Regions from separate parts of the Mus musculus genome. Here region 1 is linked to region 2. Evidence: chromatin contacts called from public promoter capture Hi-C data. All regions are on one chromosome and are shown on one strand. Each heading gives the region's core, a stretch centred on a gene start, on an enhancer-like site or on the middle of the called end of the contact. The rest is flanking DNA. Distances are from core to core; before and after follow the strand shown. Region 1 overlaps Vezt (vezatin, adherens junctions transmembrane protein). Region 2 holds the start of Metap2 (methionine aminopeptidase 2).

What was found. Promoter capture Hi-C pulls out the DNA fragments that hold promoters and counts their contacts.
Region 1: a contact with region 2 is called in a promoter capture Hi-C map of liver, with 2.0 times the contacts expected there. The contact joins the enhancer-like site here to the promoter of Metap2 in region 2. A contact is called at or near these places in 2 of 39 promoter capture datasets (the 3T3-L1 cell line and liver), 4 of 484 Hi-C or Micro-C datasets (embryonic stem cells, liver, nephron progenitors and 1 more), 1 of 115 datasets of contacts at active chromatin or transcription factors (craniofacial prominence) and 3 of 9 other capture datasets (adipose tissue, liver and pancreatic islet).

Annotation. Positions count from the first base shown.
Region 1 is chr10:94,004,784-94,011,714 of GRCm38.p6, forward strand. It overlaps Vezt (vezatin, adherens junctions transmembrane protein), which reads right to left. Exons shown (of 12, transcript NM_172538.5): 2 at 2,177-2,311. Among named protein-coding and RNA genes, the nearest start is that of Vezt, 28 kb to the right of the region's middle. Within about 2 kb of position 4,023, at least 7 of the 459 cell types and tissues checked have an H3K27ac peak or open chromatin away from gene starts, as enhancers often do. A contact at or near this core is called in liver, where this site is marked.
Region 2 is chr10:93,886,786-93,894,112 of GRCm38.p6, forward strand. It overlaps Metap2 (methionine aminopeptidase 2), which reads right to left and starts at 4,417. Exons shown (of 12, transcript NM_019648.3): 1 at 4,312-4,417; 2 at 2,753-3,489; 3 at 209-316. The coding sequence starts at 2,903.

The DNA of each region.
Region 1 (6,931 bases), core at 2,773-5,272, 120 kb after region 2:
CTTGCGTGCTTAAGCATGATGGTCATTACGGAAAACAAAGACGAAATGTTTTCTGACGGTCCTTTTCTAAATGATCTGTGTTTAGAATCAGGTCAGGACTTCTAAACTTTTTGAAACGTCCCTAACCACATAGTACGTTTTTGTGCAAAAAGGTATTGTTAGCACTGACAGTCATAGAATCAAAATATCAACAAATTCTGAAAAAAGTGACTATGTTCTACATTCTACAGGATCAAATATTCAATGAAGATTTACCTCTTTGTGTAAAAATAAGTCAGCACGACGGTCTCATGAAGACATAAACTGCCTTGGCCTGCCTCACCCCCCCCCCCCCAGCCCTCTCTGAGACAGGGTCTTTCTATTACATAGCCTTGGCTGGCCTGAAATACCCTATGTGGACTAGGCTGGCCTCAGACACCCACCTGCCTCTACCTCCTAAGTACTAGGATTAAAGCTGTGTGACACTATGCCCCATAGCTTCTGATTTTAGTACATGGTCAAACCATAGGCATACAATTACTTGCTTTGAAATAAATTTTGTTGTGATTTATCATCAGAAGCCATTTGATTTGTATTCCTGTTTTATATACCTAGATACCTAGGGTTGCATAAAAATTTCTTGAACAAAAAGAGGTCATGAGTAGATAAAGATTAAGGAGTTCTGAGCTAGGGCAATTATGACTCAAGGAGAGATTTAAGGAAGCTTAGAAGATGTGCTGACTCCCTAAGTGTGCTCATTTGCTTTGGTGATTAATAGCACACTTCTTTATGCAAGAATGGAGTCATTCTTGACAAACAACACAAGACAGTAAATGTCCCGTCCAGTTTTCAATCTGTGATTAGTCTCTGCCAACCTGTTTTGAAAACATTATATTCAATTCTAAACAACTTGTAAGACGGAGCTCTTGAGCGTGGGCCAGAAGTTGGGATAGACATTTGCTGATCTTGCGTGGGTCTAATGGGTTGAGTCTGTGCCCTGCATTCAGGTCACTGAAGCCGAAGCTTCCATTTCAGTCAGGATCCTACGGTTAAGCCTTTGGCTTGTGCCTTCTGTGTTTCTGGGGACTATATCATGTTCTCCTGGGTTGAGGGTACTTGGGAGAGTGGCTAGGGACCAGGGTTTATATATCAGCAGCAACATCTTGGCACACTGTCACACAATGGCACTTAACTATGATAAATTTTTATATGTAAGTTTACATAATCTCCCTGAGGGGGTTTAAATATGCTTGCCCCATGGGAAGTGGCACCCTTAGGAGGTGTATATGCTTTGAATATGCTTGCTGGAATAGGTGTGTCCTTGTTGGAGGAAGTGTGCCACTGTGTAGGCAGGCTTTGAGGGCTCCTAGTGCTCAAGCTCTACCTAGTGCAGAAGAGACCCTCTCCCTGGCTCCTAGTGGAAGACAGTCCTCTCCTGACCGCCTTCAGATCAAGATGTAGAACTCTCAGTTCATCCGAAACCATGTCTGCCTGCACACTACCATGCTTTTTGCCATGATGATAGTGGACTGAACCTCTGAAACTGTAAGCCAGCCCCAATTAAATGTTGTCCTTTATAAGAGCTTTCTTGGCCATGGTATCTCTTCAGAGCAATGGTAACCCTAACTAAGACTCCTCCCCACCCCCAGACTCTGTAGGGCTGTGTGTGTGTGTGTACAACTCAGTGGTAAAATGAATATTTATGTGGTGTAAACAAGGGACATATTTAAACCAGAGCACCCATACGACAAGGAACCCCCAGATGGCAGGACGCCTCAGCCAGTAAAGCACCTTGCTACCAAGAAGGAGCACCTGAGCTCAGTCCCCGGGACTCCCAGTGGAAGGATCCTATGAACACAGCACTTGACAGAGAACTACTACTGGCAAAGTTCTAACGAGGATTTTAGTATATTTCTTTGGTCCTCCAGATAATTTCAATACTTAAAATATGTCTTATTTCTCAAATCATTTTTATTTCACTTCATATAAATTATCCACAAAAAAGTTCCAGATAAGCAATAAGGACTGACATTCCTCTCACAGATCTACACTGTCTGTGAGGGAGAACTGAACTCAGGCCCTTGTGCATGCTAGGCGAGCACTGTACCACCGAGCTCCGTCTTTGCCCCAGAAGACAGTTTCAGTAATCATTAAGGTAAAGAATGATAAAGCCACGAAACACAAGCATGCTTCTTACTCTCTGTAGGACTCTGGTGGGAGGCGGCTGAGGTCCCTCTGTTGTCAAGCATTTTTCTGGTTTTGGTGACGAAGAAGAACATATCTCAAAATCTGTGTGTCCCAAATCCTGTAGGTACTGGTAAAGTGGAGAATTCTGAAAGAAACAGGAAATGAATCGAATCTTAAGATCACTAATATTTTAAAAGTTTTGGGATCAAATTCAAAAATCACACCTGAGTACCAGCTTCTATCACATTTTTTCATGGCCTTTCCTATGAGGACTGGTATGATCGGCTATAGCAAAATGCCATCGAACACCAATAAATCAACCAACACGCAATACAAAGACCCAAAAAGGAAAAGCTCTAAACAGACACACATTTTTCTGAGTGAGCACCAGCAAGAAAAATGAGCTTAGATTTATAAAAAGATTTCTTAAGCAATTTTTTAATCCAAATTTTTGTTGTCTTTAAGTAAACCATTCTAAAATAGGCAGTGCTGGCTATTGTTAATTGCTAAGAGGTCCTACAGTGAAACAGTAATTACTTAAAGCCAAGAAAACCTAAATATATTCATTATAATATTATGTGTAATGTTGTAGATAACACTTTCTTTAGCACTAATATGCACATTACCCACCATGCTTGACACTACAAGCAAAACTCAAGTTCCTTTAAAAACGCAAGTTCACTCAACATATTAGGCAATGCCAGATACGAGAGTGAGACTTTTTTTTTTTTAAAAACCAAACAATCCATGAGATTACAGTGGTTAAAAATACAAGCATCTTATGATGGGAGTGACAGAACACCCCCATATTCTCAGAATTGAGGAGGTTGAAGGCCAGTCTGGGTCACTTGTTAAGATCCTGTCTGACAACAAATAAAAAAATTAAAATAAGGTAACTCTGGAAGCAAAGTTTAGGTTCAAATTCCAACTCTTGACTGTCACTAGATAAATAATCTGTGACAATTTATAAGCCATGGTTACTTCAGTTGTCTCACCTAAAAACAGGATACTTATATTCAATGCAGAGAGATCCCTACATACATTTAATTCCATGTTTGAGAAGTAGAGGGACAGAGGGGCAGAAGCAAAAGCAGAGGCATAATCTCTTGAGTTTTAAATCAGCATGGTCTATATAGTGAGACTATGTCTCAAAAACAAACAAAAAACCCAGGAAGCATTTAGAAGAATCCAGGCATATATCTTTCTGTAAGTTATGGGGGGGTTGGTGGGGGGGAGACGGGCATAGGTTAAGGGACAGATCCCGTCCCTGGCCCCAAGTGTTGTGTACCTGTTTCCTCCAAGACTGAGACATTCTGCCCTACAGGGAAGCTCTTTACTCAGGGAGATAAACAACTCAAAACATCTTCAGGAAGACCCTGAAACTGATCAAACTCACTAGACCCCTCCCTGCCAGAGAATGAAATTAAAGCTGAGACTCTCAGACAAAGCTGAGCTACAAAGAAGACTCTCAGACAAGCTAAGCTACAAAGAACATCTTGAGATCAGACTTGTCGGAGAAGCAGAAGCTGTGGTGTTTGGAAGAGGTTTAAAGCACCTGAGGCACCTGGAAAGGACACTCTCCCAACTTGTTGAGCCGCCTGCAAGCTGTGCAGCCTGCTCCAGGCTCCCAGCTTTGTGAGCTGTCACCAGTCCTGGGGGTGGGTTTTGGTGATGCAGCTGTCTTTGAGTCATTCCTGCTCCTGTAAGTGACCCCTCACCTGTATTCCTGTAGCTCCAATAAAACTCACTGCTTCACCAAGTTGGATTTTAGTGGTATCTGTATTTTGGTCTGTCCTGGGCCCCATGTCTGGGGTGAGTAGACAAGTGTTTGACTTCTCCCCAGAAAAAGTTTGTTATGCAATACCAAGTCATCCCAATTCCATTAAACAGAAACACACTGTTACTATCAGATGAAATCTATGGAGGAAGTTACCTTAGATGAGTAGCAAATACACACACACACACACACACACACACACACATATATAAAACAAATAAACTTTGAGGTGGGTAGAGAAAAGGCCCAGCAGTTAAGAGCACTTGTGTTCTTGCAGAGGACCAAGGTTTGGCTCCAGCACCCACTGTGGCAGTTCATAACTGTCCATAACTAACTCCAGTTCTTGGGGATCTGACACCCTCTTTTCTCCTCCACAGGCACCAAGCATGCACTTGGTAAACAGACAGTCATGTAAAACATCCATACACAAAAAATAAACACATTTTTTAAAAGCCTTGATTCCATTCCATGAGATACGCAAATCTTTTTTTTTTTTTGTTTTGTTTTGTTTTTTGGGTTTTTTTGTTTGTTTGTTTGTTTGAGACAGAGTTTCTCTGTTTAGCCCTGGCTGTCCTGGAACTCACTCTGTAGACCAGGCTGGCTTCGAACTCAGAAATCCACCTGCCTCTGCCTCCCAAGTGCTGGGATTAAAGGCGTGGGCCACCACTGCCCAGCTGAGATACCCATCTTAAAAAGGCGCATGCCTTTAATCCTAGCACTTGGGAGGCAGAGGCAGGTGGATTTCTGAGATTGAGGCCAGCCTGGTCTACAGAGTGAGTTCCAGGACAGCCAGAGCTACACAGAGAAACCCTGTCTGGAAAAAAAAAAAACAAAAACAACAACAAAAAAAAACCTGTCAATCAGTGTTAGAGACACAGCTCCAAAACCAGCAACAGAGCTGCCAGCTAAAGTAGGGAAGAGAGACACAAACTCTCCAAATGCACTCTAGTTTACTCAGCAACAGCAAAGGATGGAAATCTTGGGTGCTCATGTGCCATGGTGGACATTCTCAGAGGGTCAGGGCAAGGAAAGAGCTTTTTGTTTTTGTTTTTTTAAAGATTTATTTATTTATTTTATGTATATGAGTACACCACTGCTCTCTTCAGACACACCAGAAGAGGGCATCAGATCCCATCACAGATGGTTGTGAGCCACCATGTGGTTGCTGGGAATTGAACTCAGGACCTCCGGAAGAGCAGTCATTGCTCTTAACTGCTGAGCCATCCCTCCAGCTCAAGGAAATGTTTTTAAGGGCCAAATGAACCACTGGCTCAGGGGCAGGTGGAAGGAGCTAATTTTTTTCATTGGAGCTCTGGCTGTTGCTACTGGAGGGTCTGTATAGAACTGACAGAGCCAGAAAACGTCCTTTTAGGGCATAGCCCTCTTTGGCAGTAACTGTTACTGTCAGGCATGCGCCTGGCAGACAAAGGAGCTCCAGGAAAGGTTTGACTTGGGTTTGCATGAGTCACTCATTTGCTACAGACAACTTTGACACAACAAACTTTGTGACAAAACCTTAAGTATCTGACTTGTCCTATCTCACTGACTGCTCTATGGGGCATTCTCAATGTATCATTATTAATGTTATTCCCTTATCTAGATGATACAACATATCTACTCAGCCAGAAGGATGGGACTGAATAAAGAATTTGACCACAAAGCCAACACTCTGAAATATTACAGTAAATGAGCACTGAGAAACATTTTATTAGCTCTCTAAATCAGTCAGTCTCAACCTTTAGACCGTGACCCCTTTGGGGGTTGAATGACCCTTCTACAGGGGTTACCCAAGACCTTAGGGAGATGCAAATATTTACACTACAATTCAAAACAGAAGCAAAATTACAATTATGAAGTAGCAATGAAAATAATTTTATGTTGGGAGTCACCACAACATGAGGAACTGTATTAAAGGGTTGCAACATTAGAAAGGTTGGGAACCACTGGTCTAAATGAAGACGACACTAAAGAAGCTTTATCCAGAGAAAACAGACAATTACAGAACTGTGTGAGATGTTATGCAAACAGGAGAGATGCCTAACTTAGCGTCAGTTTCCTTTGGATTCTATTCTTGAGTTCTGAATGTGATGGAACCCAGTGTGCAAGACTGGGAACATGAGACAAAGGCTTTTTCATTTCACTTTTAAGAAAAATATCTTAAACAGTATAAAGAAAAGGGTTTCTTATTTCCTTATTCAACTGTTAAATTTCCAACAGTACATATGGTTAATTTTCTTTGATGCAAGGGCTTTCTAATACAGCACTAGCTGGTGGGCCTAGAACTCCCTAGTGCTAGAATATGAGCATGCACCATCACACTCACCTTCAGCTGTCACTGGCTTTGTAGTGTGTGCTTTTTTATGAAGACAGGGTCTCCTGTAGCACAGACTGGCCTGAACTTGCTATAGAGAAAAGAATGACCTTGACCCTCCTGCTGTTTCCGGTAGTTTGTGTGTTGGGAACAGAACCCAGTGACAGGCAAGCACTTTATCAACTAAGCTATAACTCCAACTTCCAAATGGTTCCTTTTAAAATCGCCTATACTGTTTATTGAAAGAGTGCTTTTCAAGTTGAGCTATGAGCCCTACTCTGCTTTGACTTCAGGGTGCCAAAAGAACACTAGCATATTGTTTGGCTTCATCTTTTGAAAAGTTTATATATTAAAAAAACAAAACCCCTAACTTGTTTTTAGAACCTTTTCTTCACAAGAACTCCCAGGGGCAAGAATAATAAATAAGATGGATCAAAGTGCAGTTACTCTAGAGTTGCAGGCCATATGGTCTCTGGTAGAAGAGTCAAGCCCAATGCTTCAGAGTGAAAGCAATCAGAAACAATGGACACAAACCCAGGAGTGTGGTTATGACCCAACAGAACTTTATCCACAGGGAAATCAGGAATTCCTGCCACTTTCATGTTACAGAATAGAATCATTTTGATACTTTCTCTGATAATTTAAAAAAGGAAAACCATTCTTTGTACAGCAGTCCT
Region 2 (7,327 bases), core at 3,167-5,666:
CACCCACATCAGGCAGCTCAGAACTGCCTGTAACTGCAGTTCCAAGTATCCAACACCCTTCTGTGGTCTCTGAAGGTTAGGCTAGCATGAACACTGTGCACTACATGCCAGCACTTGCACAGACACATTAAAAGAAAATAATCTTTAAAAAAAACCATAAAAGTTGCCTTTTCTGTCTTTTGTAACAAGGCTGAGAACCAGTGCTTACCTTCATCGTCGTCATCTCTCTCCTTCTCCTCCAGTGCTTGGCTCTCCAGCTGTTTTGCTACTTCATCCACCAAGGCTCCGGATTCTTTATCAAGTTCTTGTTGCACTGCTGTTCAAACAAAACAGGACAATCAAATGATTCCCACGCCTGGATATTTTCTAATGATCCTGTACAGTTCACGGATCTTTTCACAATAAGCAGCATGAGAAACTAAACAGAAGCAGTAGCATTACTTGTTAAACCACAGAGAGAAACTTCCAGACCCAAGTAGTCCCGTCTACTCAGGTCATTCTAGAGAATTCTCCATTATATATGATAGCCCCTACAGGATAAACAGAAATGTAAGTTGATCCCTACCCTAAGCAATTTAACCTTAAAGAAGTTTTAAAAATTAGATGACAACAGATATTTTTATTTATTTATTTACTTATTTTTGGTTTTTCAAAACAGGGTTTCTCTATGCAGTCCTGGCTGTCCTGGAACTCACTCTGTAGTTGAGGCTGGCCTTGAACTCAGAAATTCGCCTGCCAGCCGGGCGTGGTGGCACACACCTTTAATCCCAGCACTCGGGAGGCAGAGGCAGGTGGATTTCTGAGTTCGAGGCCGGCCTGGTCTACAGAGTGAGTTCCAGGACAGCCAGGGCTACACAGAGAAACCCTGTCTCAAAAAAAAAGAAAAGAAAAAAAGAAATTCGCCTGCCTCTGCCTCCCAAGTGCTGGGATTAAAGATGTGCGCCACCACTGCCCAGCGACAACAAAATATGTATTGTGATTACTATACATATATACAAAATAGGCACTACAAGCTGAAGGCCATAGGAAGAAGAGATTACACACCAGCTGAACAACAACAACAATGACAACAACAAATCTAGATAGGGAAAGATAATCCATTACTAAAATGCAACATTGTAAATATCTAAACCACCCATCTGTTTGTTTGTTTGTTTGTTTGTTTTTCCGAGACAGGGTTTCTCTGTATAGTCCTGGCTGTCCTGGAACTCACTTTGTAGACCTGGCTGGCCTCGAACTCAGAAATCCGCCTGCCTCTGCCTCCCGAGTGCTGGGACTAAAGGCGTGCGCCACCACACCCAGCTAAGCCACCCATCTGTAGGAGCAGTATGCCCACACAGATAAATATATTAAATATACTCCAGCACATGCTGGCTACTAAAGAAGATTCCCACTGAGAAACAACTTAAAAATATTAAGAATAGGCCAGTGGATCTCTGTGAATTGGAAGCCAGCCCCCCCTCCCCACCCCCTGGCCCCACAGCCAAGGACGCATAGTAAAACCCTGTTCCAAAGAACTAAAACTGCCAGATAGAGTGCTGCACAACTTTGATGCTGTACTCTGGAGACACAGACAGGAGAATCTCTTAGTTCATAAGGCTAGCATGGTCTACTGAGAATCCCAACCACCACAGAGGAAGCCCTGTTTCAAAAACAAACAAACTAACAAACAAACCTATAAACCAATTGTCTGTTGCTCACCTTCAAGGGCAAACTGCAGAGTTCAGAATGTACTGCAAGCCCACCGAGCCACAACAGAATGCCCCTAGATTAAATTCTGCTCTAGGGAAGGCCTACAAAGATACGCCGACTCTTGCTTTTCACTCCCATCTAACCACCAAAATTCTTAAGTAGGCAGAAAAGTTCACACCACTTTCTCTTAATTCCAACTCCATTTTTCTCTCATCCTTTATCTGATGACCCTTAAATACAAAAAAAAAAAAAAAAGAAAAAACCAAACCCTGAGGTGGTTGTGAAACAAAAACGTCTCAAGATAAGACATGTTCCTGGTTAACGTGGTCCAACTGTAAACATGCGGCTGTGTCCTCGCCTTACCCACGGAACTAGGTTATTACTAGCTGGGGAAAATCCATTCATAATCGCAGACTACGCTGGCTGCACCGCATGCCAAGTGGCATCAAAATTCAGGCCTGCAAACCCTAAAGGTTGAGCATGCTGTGAGATTTTTGCACCACCACCCAACGGTCAGTGACAGGAGCTGTCTGTAAGGACAGAGACTCAGAGACGAACCCCCCCTAATCTGCAATCCAAAACTGAAGCCCTAGTATGCATGCGAATGACACAAGGGGAGGACGTACCGTCCCGGCAATCTGCTCCAATACCCAACCCCCAACCCTGGACCAAAATAGGTAGGTCCAGCAACCAGGCCGCAACTAGGGTCGGAAGGGATTCCGAGGCGGTGTCCAAAACCCGCGCCGAAGATGGTGGAGCTGAATCCTGTGCATGTTTCAGGTCCGTGCCACTGTCTGCGTGGGAGCTGAAATCGCGCCCCGGAGACCCTCGCTAGCGCTACCATTCGGGAAGCGGAGGCGCTCTCATCCCCTACACCCTCCCACCATTACCGAGGAGCCGTGGCACGGAAAGCTGGCCATGCCAGCCACTCCGCCAGGCCTGACGATTGAACGAGGGCCAGGGCTCCCTCCCGGTTCCCATCCCCCGGGCACCCCTGGCGGGCCTGAGCCAAGTCATTCGGCCATGCCGGGCAGGGACGGCGAAAGCACGACTCCTTTACCTGACACAGCCCCTTTGCCCTTCTTCTTCTTCCGTCTTTTCTTCTTGGCGGCTTCCTCGGCCGTGCTGGAGGTTCCCTCTTCCCTGTCGTCTGGATCCAGGTCGCCATTCAGGTGGCCCCCGAAGGACGCTGCCTGCTCCACGCCCGCCATGTTGCCCGAGAAAGAGAGAGGGAGAGAGAGAGAGAGAGAGGGAGCGAGAACGAGCGGCGAGGGCCCGCTCCTTCTTCACCCACCTCCACCAGCGACGCCGGAAGCCGCGCTCGATGGTCCGGACGCAGGGAATGCTGGGACGGCGGAGGACTCTGCAGCACGCGGTCTAAGTGCCCGCCCCCTCTCCTGGCTCAGCGCTTACTCTGACCCTAAGCTTCTGCACCCCCTGTGCGCATCTTCCCAGCCTGGGAAAAAGCAGGGGGGCTTCGCTCCAGAGTGCGCAGGAGATGCCACTAACACGAGGAATTTAGTGTTCCCTATTTAAAAAAAAAAATCCTACAGGCAGTGATGAGAGAGGGTTAAAATAATGTATTTATCACACACATTCTTGATGACTCAAAGACCGCGTTAAACTCACTGTCACAGCTCGCGGGGAAGCTGTCGAGAAGCGTGGGATAATTTTGGAAGCCGGAATTCCGCGTTTCGTATGCTGCACTCCAAACCTCCGATGGTTCAAGATAGGATCATCGCTTGGAGGCGGTTAATCCGTTTAATCCCAGCACTCCGCAGAGAAGCGGGAGAATCTCTGTAAATGCGAGGCCAATATGGTCTGCAGAGTGAGTTTCCAGGATTATTTAGAGACCCCGTCTCAAAATAAAAGGACACTACGTTCTCACGCGTCTCTTATTTTGAGACAAGTGCAGGTTCTGACCAATGGGAACAGGCCTTCCTCAATAATGCCAAAACACACACTCTTCTTAGTTTTCAGTCAGTTCTTCACTTTTAGATGCTTCAACAAAGTATGCTTGAATTCTGCCCATGTCTTTTCCCCTAGTGCTTCATCAGAGTCCCTTATTCAGATTGCAATTTTCTTTTCTTTTTAGACCATTGCCAAAGTAGATGGTGAGTAGCTATCTGGATAAACCAAGGAGTTATCATCAGTAAGGATCTTTGCCCAGCTAGAGAGTTCTGGTGTTTTCATTAGTTTTAAACTAGGTACCAAATTTCATTGATGTCAGAATAGCTTCGAAGGTTCTCTTTGTTAGCGGTTTCACTTTATACAGGCCTGACCACAGCTACATAAAATGGGGCCTGGGAGTGTGTAGCTCAGCGGTTGAGCACTTGTTCTAATGCTAAAGACCCTACATTAATCCCCAGCACTATAAAAACAGAAGCAAAGCCTAGTGGTGGTGCACACCTTTACTGAAAAAAGGGATCTTTAGGTCTGATGGTCTCTGTTCTAAAGGTAGAACGAAGATGGCAGAAGCTAGAGGTCATAGAGAAGTAGTAAGCTACTGCTGGTATCAATACCGATGAAAGTGTAGGCAAAGGCTATAACTGGGGACCAGGGACAAGAGGCTTGAAGACAGAAATATTTCTGAAGTATAATTAAGAGAATATAACTGACCTTGATCTTGGAGGCGGGGGAGAAGGTAAGAATGGCACCCAGGTTTCTGGCCCAGGAGGCTGTGGATGAGGTGGAGTCAAAGATAAACTGCCTACATCCAAAGGTTGAGATCCCTGCAGGGCATGCAGACAAAGATACCCAGTCATCCTGAGGAATGTTTACTAGAGATAGGGATGCTAGCAGCATTGGGCCCAAGTGTGGCAGAAGGCTTGAAAGTTCAGTGACCAAAGTACAAAGAAAACCAAGAGGACACTGGTGTTTGCAAGTTTGGGGGTTTGATTTGGGGGTGGGTATTGGAGATTCTGTCAAGGAGCACTGACTGCTCTTCTGAAGGTCCTGAGTTCAAATCCCAGCAAACACATAGCTTACAACCATCCATAATGAGATCTGATGCCCTCTTCTGGTGTGTCTGAAAACAGCTACACTAAACTTACATATAATAAATAGATTAATCTTTAAAAAAAACCTACTACAGAAAGGGTAGACGGCACAGTCTCAAAAGACGCTGTTGGTTTCTGGTCTTAGGAAGCCACTGATGCTTTAATAGGACAACTTTGTTAGGAGATACTAACAAAAGATATTAAAAAGAAATTGGAGTGCACTAAGGATCTGCTTTGAGGATGAAGAATCCCAAACCCATTCCACTAGGGAATTGTAATCCTCTCCTTAGGGTTCTGGAAAGGACTTTTCTTGAAATTAAACATATTTTCCTTGCCCTCTATAATATTTTTCCTATATTTTTTTGGCGGGGGAGGGGAGAGACAGTGGGAGTGTTTCAAGACAGCCCTGGCTGTCCTAGAACTCTCTCTGTAGACTAATAGCCTCAAACTCAAATATCTGCCTGCCTCTGCCTCCCAAGTGTTGGGATTAAAGGCAAGTACCACCACCAACAACTATTTTCTTTATCTTTACTGTATCTCATGACATCTCAAATTAGCTTTTATTTTACAATGTGTTATTAGCTTCTCTTTGCAACTGCAAGAGTAGTAAAATTCTTCTAACTCAGGATAGTCCCCTCAGATTTTGTCTTAATAGACTTTCTTCTTATCTTGTAACAAAGTTGTTCTTGTAAAAGCATACACTTAGTAGTGGAATTCTTCACCTTCCTCATGGTCTCTGTCTAGAGACTACAAACTAGACACGAGCTAGAGACATCCAGGAAGAGGAAACTTCAACTGAGAGCATGCATCCATCAGATTGGCCTGTAGGGAAGTCTACAGGCACATTGTCTTGATTAAATGATTAATGTGGAAGGGCCCAACCCACTGTAGGCAATTCTATCCCTTAACCAGGTGTTTCTGGTTGGTGGTATAAGAAAGGAAGCTGGGTAAAGTGTGATGGTTTGTGTACACTTGGCCCAGGGAGTGGCACAATTAGGTGTGGGTGGCCTTGTTGGAGTAGGTATGTCTGTGAGTGTGGGCTCTTTTCTTTTCTTTTCTTCTCTTTCCTCTTTTCTTTTTTTTTTTTTTTTTGTTTTTTGTTTCTTGTTTTTTGTTTTTTTTGTTTTGTTTTGTTTGGTTTGGTTTGGTTTGGTTTGGTTTTTTTGAGACAGGGTTGCTCTGCGTATCCCTGGCTGTCCTGGAACTCACTCTGTAGACCAGGCTGGCCTCGAATGGGTGTGGGCTTTAAGGCCCTCACTCTATCTGCCTGTATTCTGCTAGCAGCCTTCAGATAAAGATGTAGAATTCTCAGGTCTTCCTGAACCATGCCTGCCTGACTGTTGCCATGTTCTGGCCTTGATGATAGTGGACTGAACCTCTGAACCTGCAAGCCAGCCCCAAATAAATGTTGTCTTTATAAGAGTTGCCTTGGGGGCTGGCGAGATGGCTCAGCCGGTAAGAGCACTGACTGCTCTTCCAAAAGTCCTGAGTTCAAATTCCAGCAACCACATGGTGGCTCACAACCACCCATAATGAGCTCTAACACCCTCTTCTGGTGCGCCTGAAGACAGCTACAGTGTACTTACATATAATAAATAAATCTTTAAAAAAAAAAAAAAGAGTTGCCTTGGTCATGGTGTCTGTTCACAGCAATAAACACATATGAGACAAAAGGCATGAACAGCAAGCCAATAAGCAATGCTCTTGCAGGGTTTCTGCTTCAGCTCCTGCCTCTGAGTGCTTGTCTTTGACATCCTTTGATGATGGACTCTGACATGTGAGTCAAATAAACCCTTACCTTCCCAAGCTGTTTTGGGTCATGATGTTTTAACCACAGCAATGGAAAGCAAATTAGCCTTCTATGTGTAGAAACTGGACTTTAGAGAAAGCATTAGTATAACTAAGAATTTCTCCTGTGGCTAAACTATCAGGAATAATATTGCCCTTACAGGAGTTTAAGGGATTAGTTAAGAGCTACCTAGGACTCAGTATCAAGAGTTCATGGGAGGGGCAGGAGAGATGGCTCAGCGATTAGGAACATTGACTGCTCTTCCAGAGGTCCTGAGTTCAATTCTCAGCAACCACATGGTGGCTCACAGAAGAGGGAGCTGAAGACAGCTGTAGTGTACTCATATACATAAAATAAATAAATAAGTTTTAAAAAAAAAGAGAGAGAGAGAGCTCATGGAAGAAAGCAGGATAAAATACTCTGCCTAATGCTTTCTTTCCCTTATACCAGCTCTGACCCAGTGAGGCCACCTCGCTGGATTTGGCCTTTCCTGGAAAAATGCCTTTCAGCCAAACAGCCATGGTGACCAAGCATTTTATTTCATTTGTTTTTGTTTTGTTTTGTTTTGTTTCTACTGGGAATCAAAATGCTGTTTCCTCTGGGCCAATGTATAAAACAGTTATTTCCTTTCTTTTGCCCAGTTAGCCGCTGTTTGCTGACAATCAGTTTCTACCTCGTGGTTGAAAGTTGAAGCCCTTAGGCAGATCTTTCATGTCCATGTTGCAGCCCCCCAGTTCCCCTCCCCTCAAGACAGAATTTCTCTCTGTAGACCAGGCTGGCCTAAATTATAAGATCTGCCTGCCTCTGCCTCCTAAATGCTGGGATTAAAGGCACACACCTGGCTCGC